2 separate regions of the Macaca mulatta genome follow, and region 1 is linked to region 2. The links are chromatin contacts, called in public Hi-C maps. All regions are on one chromosome and are shown on one strand. Each heading gives the region's core, a stretch centred on a gene start, on an enhancer-like site or on the middle of the called end of the contact. The rest is flanking DNA. Distances are from core to core; before and after follow the strand shown. Region 1 holds the start of AHDC1 (AT-hook DNA binding motif containing 1). Region 2 holds the start of IFI6 (interferon alpha inducible protein 6).

The links. A called contact is a pair of places that touch in the nucleus more often than the background predicts.
Region 1: a Hi-C map of blood shows a contact between it and region 2, with 7 times the contacts expected there. The contact joins the promoter of AHDC1 here to the promoter of IFI6 in region 2. A contact is called at or near these places in 7 of 14 Hi-C or Micro-C datasets (CD4 T cells, blood, cortical neurons and 4 more).

What each region holds. Positions count from the first base shown.
Region 1 is chr1:213,341,512-213,344,211 of T2T-MMU8v2.0, forward strand. It overlaps AHDC1 (AT-hook DNA binding motif containing 1), which reads left to right and starts at 1,373. Exons shown (of 9, transcript XM_077966433.1): 1 at 1,373-1,447; 2 at 1,744-1,879; 3 at 2,110-2,207.
Region 2 is chr1:213,272,534-213,275,233 of T2T-MMU8v2.0, forward strand. IFI6 (interferon alpha inducible protein 6) reads left to right here and starts at 1,283. Exons shown (of 5, transcript NM_001048170.1): 1 at 1,283-1,352.

The sequences.
Region 1 (2,700 bases), core at 123-2,622, 69 kb after region 2:
CAGGGAGCTGCAGTTGGCAAAATGTCACCAGCTGCCTTTGTCACACACTGGCCATCACCCTGCAAGGCCAAAGGAAGAGTCAGAAACAGGGAGGCCAGAGACAAAGGCACTGCTCTAGGAACTTCAGACCTGGAGCAAGATAGACAAGGCCAGCAGACACAGAGTGTGGAACATCAGACACACAGATGAGGTGGTCCAATGAGGTGGGACCGCCGCAGGGCCAGTCAGGGCCGGCGTTGGTAGACACCTAGGACACAGGACAGGACAGCCACTATGCATTATTCATCTCCGAGTCCCCTGCAAGCCCTGCATACCTCAGTTAACATTTGTTGAATTGCCAAGAAAGGACACACAGACACAGGGAGAGAAGGTCAGTTACAGAAATGGAGGGAATCACAACTGCTTGCCATAGCCCAGGGTTTAAGCTTGTGGGGTTTGGGGTTAGTCAGACCCTGGTTCAAACCCAGCTGGGCTCAGCCACTTGCTAACCAGAAGAACCTGGGCCTCAGTGCCCCCATCTCTAAAATGGAAATAACAGCACGATTTTACCGCAGCAGTTCAGCCATCTCTGGGGGCGGTAACAAGGCCCTCAAGCAGCGCACATTCCCATCTGTGGGATAGGCTAGGGAGGGGGCCCAGGAGCCAGGGGCTGGAGAACAGATGTGACCTGAAGAGGAGGTAGGTGAAAGTGCTGAGCCCAGCCCCCGGCCGCGGCAGGAGGTCAGCACCGTTCAATCTGAATCCTGCTTCCTGACACAACGCAAATGCTCAGCAGAATTCGGAAAAGGGTGTGTGTGTTCTATCTGTGGATTATCCACGACTTCTGAGCCCTCGCCGCCCTTGGACATGTAGGAAAGCTGGGTTGCAAGGGCGAAACCCAGAGCTCGGAGTTTGAGAGGAGGGGTCACCGAGTGGGGAGGCAGCGCTGGCTGGGTCTCCTCCGCTGCCCCGCCCCAGCAGCCCTCCCGCCATAAATACTTGCGCTTTACTCAATAAGAAACCTTTTCAGAAAAGGATAACGTCCCCAGATTGAGAGAGCCGGTCCTCTCCTCCGTCCTTGCCTCCTCACATTTAACTGGGACGCCCCAGAAAGTCGCAGCCCCTTTGGTTAATCCCCTGGTTCCCTATTCCACTCCCATTCCGCTCTCAGACCCCGCCCCTTCACTCCCACTCGCAACCTCCGCTCGAACCAGAGCCCCCCGGTGGAGACAAGGAACACGGGGACCATTCGTAACTCTTGGGGAGGATCTGCGCCCGTTGGTAAACGAGGACGCGCCCCAGTCAGACGCGCCCCAGGCACGGGGTCCCCGGGGCTCCCGGCCGCGCCGTCGGAGCACCCGGCGCGGCCCCGCCCTCCCCGCGCGCGGAGCGGCCGGGGCGGGGACTACAAGTCCCGGCGTGCCGCGCGCGCGCTCCCCCCTAGGGTTCCGGATGGTGAGCGGCGAAGGTAAGGCGAGCTCGCAGAGGCATCGGCGGCGGCGGCGGAGACGGAGAGAGGCAGGCAGGCAGGGCGAGGGCGAGAGACGGAGGGAGGGAGCGAGCGAGGCGGACCAGACAGACAGACAGGCGGGCGGGCGGGCAGAGCGAGCCACCCGCCAGGCTGCGCTCAGCCCCGCTCGCAGCGGAGAGAGCAGAAGGCAGGAGGAGGGAGGGGAGGAGGGGGAGGGAGGGAGAGAGGGAATCCAGCTACCACCACCCAAAGCCAGCGTCTGCTTTCTGTCCTCATTTCCTTTTCCCACCCAGCTTGGAGAGCAGAGAAAGGCAGAGAGAGCGAGAAATAGAGACAGTCTGAGAGACAGACAGACAGCCAGAGAGAGCGGGAGGGAGGAGGGCGGAGGAGGAGGAGCAGGAGGACTACGCGGGGCGCGTTCCCTCCCAGGTTTGCAATTGGGGGGGTGGGGGCGGGGGTGTCCAGGGCTGGGAGAGTGTGTGCGCGGCGGGAGGGCGAGGGGAGCGCAGAGAGCGAAGGAGTGATCGAGGTGGGGGGGCGCCGCGGGAGCGGGGGGCCGTGTCCAGCGGAGTTAGCGGCGGAGAATGTGAGCCGAGGCGCGAGCCATGCTGTCAGCGACGGCGGGCGGCTCAGGGCTCTTCCACGACTCCTCTCCTCAGCAGCCGGGCGCCCGCGTCGCTGCCACCGCCGGAAGACAGACGCCCCCTAAAACCCCTCGCTTGGCTCGGACCCACGGAGCCGGCAGCCCAGCACTCCGGTGAGTGGCGCCTCCTCCCCAGCCCTAGACCCCCGCTGGGGACCGGCCGGCCGGGCTCTTTTGTGCAGCGCACGGTGGGGGGGGCCCGCGTCCCCCGGTCCGGTCCGCTGGACCCGGTGGCTGCGGTGCCCGCGGTGCGATCGGTCTTTGTTTCCACCGGGGCCCGCGGCTCGGCTGGGCTCGGCTCGAAGCCTGGCAGGCAGCGCCGGGAAGGGGGAGGGGGAGGTGGACGGGGAGGGGGGGGCGGGGAGGGGGGGTTCTCGGGTTTCCTGGCCGCCCCGCGGCTCCCCCGGCTCGGGGGCGAGGTGCGCGCCCAGCGCTGCCGCGCGCCCCCTCCTCCTTCCCCCTCCCTCCGCCTTTGGATTTAAAACTGCAATTTGCTCTCCAGCTTGCTGAGAATGTGGGGGGGGGGAATGAAGGGGGGACCGTGGGAGCGGAGAACAAGGCTGGATTTTAGGATCGGCGCTGGGAAAAGGGGAGACTGCGGAGGGAG
Region 2 (2,700 bases), core at 33-2,532:
TGAGGTACAGGCATACACCAATTCCTAATAAGTGGCCAGTGTCTTGGCTGGTCAGTCAAAGGCATGGATAGAACAAGATTGGAAGATTGGGAATAAGCAGGTGTGGGTTGGGGCATAAGAATGAACTCTGAATGGACATAAAGCACGTGGATCTCTGTGTCTCATGTTAATGCCGACCAGAGATCACCTGCTGCAGAGGAGGCTTTACAGCCCGATGAGCAGGATGTCCCATCCCGTGGACGTCAGCCAGCCTCTCAACTTAGCCCCACTATTGCCTTGCAATGGACCTATGAGTGTCTATTGCAAGGTAAGGATGGGGGTTAGAAATGAGTCCAACAACTTGGGCTCCCTCTCACAAAAACTGATCTGGCAATTGCCAAAATGTAGCCAATCTTCCAGCAGCAGGTAGCAATATGGCAAAATTGCTCAATGAGAATAGCCAGCCATCTGGTGGCAGGTCAATTATTTCAGACCCCTTCCACTTGGGAGAAGGCAATGATTCATCCTTACCGGAATTTCTATGTTTTCCAAATGGAGGTTGCATTTCTGACCTATAGTGCTTCAACCATCACCAGCCAAAGGCTTTAAAGAATGCTCAGTTCATTACCTAGGGCCAGAGGACCCATCTTGAAACTCAAGATGTATCATGATGGCCACACGAACACAGGCTTCACTGGTCTTACCATATGCCCATGCCGCAGAAGCAGCCAGCCTGAGAGACAATGGAACAAAGTGACTTAATTTCTAAAGTTCTGGGGGATTATAAACAGCATATGGTGTGTCACATGACTACTGTGGGATTGGAAAAAGATCATGTAAATAGAGCACTTTGCACAGATCCTGGCATGCAGCAAGTGCTCAATAAATGGTAGGTGTTGTTTATCAGTTGGATTGAAGGGTGAAAGGCCTGTGTGCCCCAGGGGGAGCTGGTGATCAGGCTTCACTAAGCCCAGTATGGCCGTAGCTGTCACCATAGTGTGACATGCTTTGAATACCCTTAGGGGCTCCAAAAGTCCTCAGCTTGAAGTGTATTTTTCTGCCAGCAGGCAGCACACAAATGCTTCTGCTGGGCGGAGCTGGGAGAGAGGGGAAAATGAAACTGCAGAGTGCAGGGGCTGGGAGAGAGGGGAAAATGAAACTGCAGAGCGCAGGGGCTGGGAGAGAGGGGAAAAGGAAACTGCAGAGTGCAGAAATAGAAACTCCGGCAGGGATTGGCTGCCTGGGGTGAGACGTGGGAGGATCCGCAAGTGATGATAAAAAGCCAGCCTTCAGCCGGAGAACCGTTTACTCGCCGCTGTGCCCATCTATCAGCAGGCTCCGGGCTGAAGATTGCTTCTCTTCTGTCCTCCAAGGTAAACTCAGGAGCTATGAAGTGTGGGCATCAAGCTGCCACCCTCTGCCAGGCTGCCTACCTGCCTGTAAATCTCATGTTCTGAGAGCCAGGAGGCCCCTTCTCCAGGGAGCAGCATCCCTGGGTCCCTTTTAGTGCCCTGGGCTGGGACTTGTCTAAGAGGATGGGTTGGAGATTTTAGGGAGACTGGATACAAAACCCCAAGAGGCATGAGACCCAGGTTACAGGTGCAATATCAGCGATCTGTGGCCTTAGCCCTGTCACCTCTTGGAACCTTAATTGCTTCCTCTGTAAAAGGAAGGTTAAGTTGCCTTACCTGCTCAAAGGACTGGATGATTTTAGAAGCCCCTTTATTATAGGATCCAATGTGACAGTGAGTTCATCTTTGAGGATAGATGAAGCCATCTGGAATGGTTGTTAAAAATGTGGGCTTTGGGGCCGGGGCCGGGCGCGGTGGCTCACACCTGTAATCCCAGCACTTTGGGGAGGCCAAGGTGGGCAGATCACGAGATCAGGAGTTCGAGACCAGCCTGGCCAACATGGTGAAACCCCGTCGCTACTAAAAATACAAAAATTTGCCGGGCATGCTGGCACATGGCTGTAATCCCAGCTACTCGGGAGGTTGAGGCAGGAGAATCCCTTGAACCTGTGAGGCGGAGGTTGCAGTGATCTGAGATCACGCCACTGCACTCCAGCCTGGGTGACAGAATGAGACTCTGTCTCCAAAAAAAAAAAAAAAAAAAAAGTGGGCTTTGGGTATTAGCCAATTGTGGGTTTAAACCCTGACTTTTCCATGACCTGGCTAGGCAGCCTTGGGAATATTACTTAACCTCTCTGAGCTTCAGTTCCTTACCTATAACATGTGGTTGATAACAATGGTACCGACTTCATGGTATCATTATAGATACACGTGGACTGCATGCCATAAAGTGCTAAGTACTCAATACTTGAGAGGAGTTTCTTGTTTTTCTTTTTAATTTAAGGAAATGGCATTGAGCTGACAAAGGTCGCGTTAGAGGTGAGTCTGAGGGCATACGCATTTTCCAGTTTGGTGGTATAAAGAAAAGAGCATAGGTTCTCAATTTTGACAGTCTTGAATGTATACCCATGTTGCACAATTTGCTGTGTGACCTTTATCCCTTGTGATATTGTAAAATATATTTTTTCATCCCCCAGGTGCTGGCATACAACTCCTAAAATCCTTGGAATCTTCAAAGTGATAAATATCTTTTGAGTGTTAACTGTCTAATAAGTTGAGTGATGGCTGGCATTTCCTCTGGGGAGGGGAGAGGGGCTGAAGGTAAAGCTGATTACCAATGGGCAATGATTTAATCAGTCGTGCCTATGTA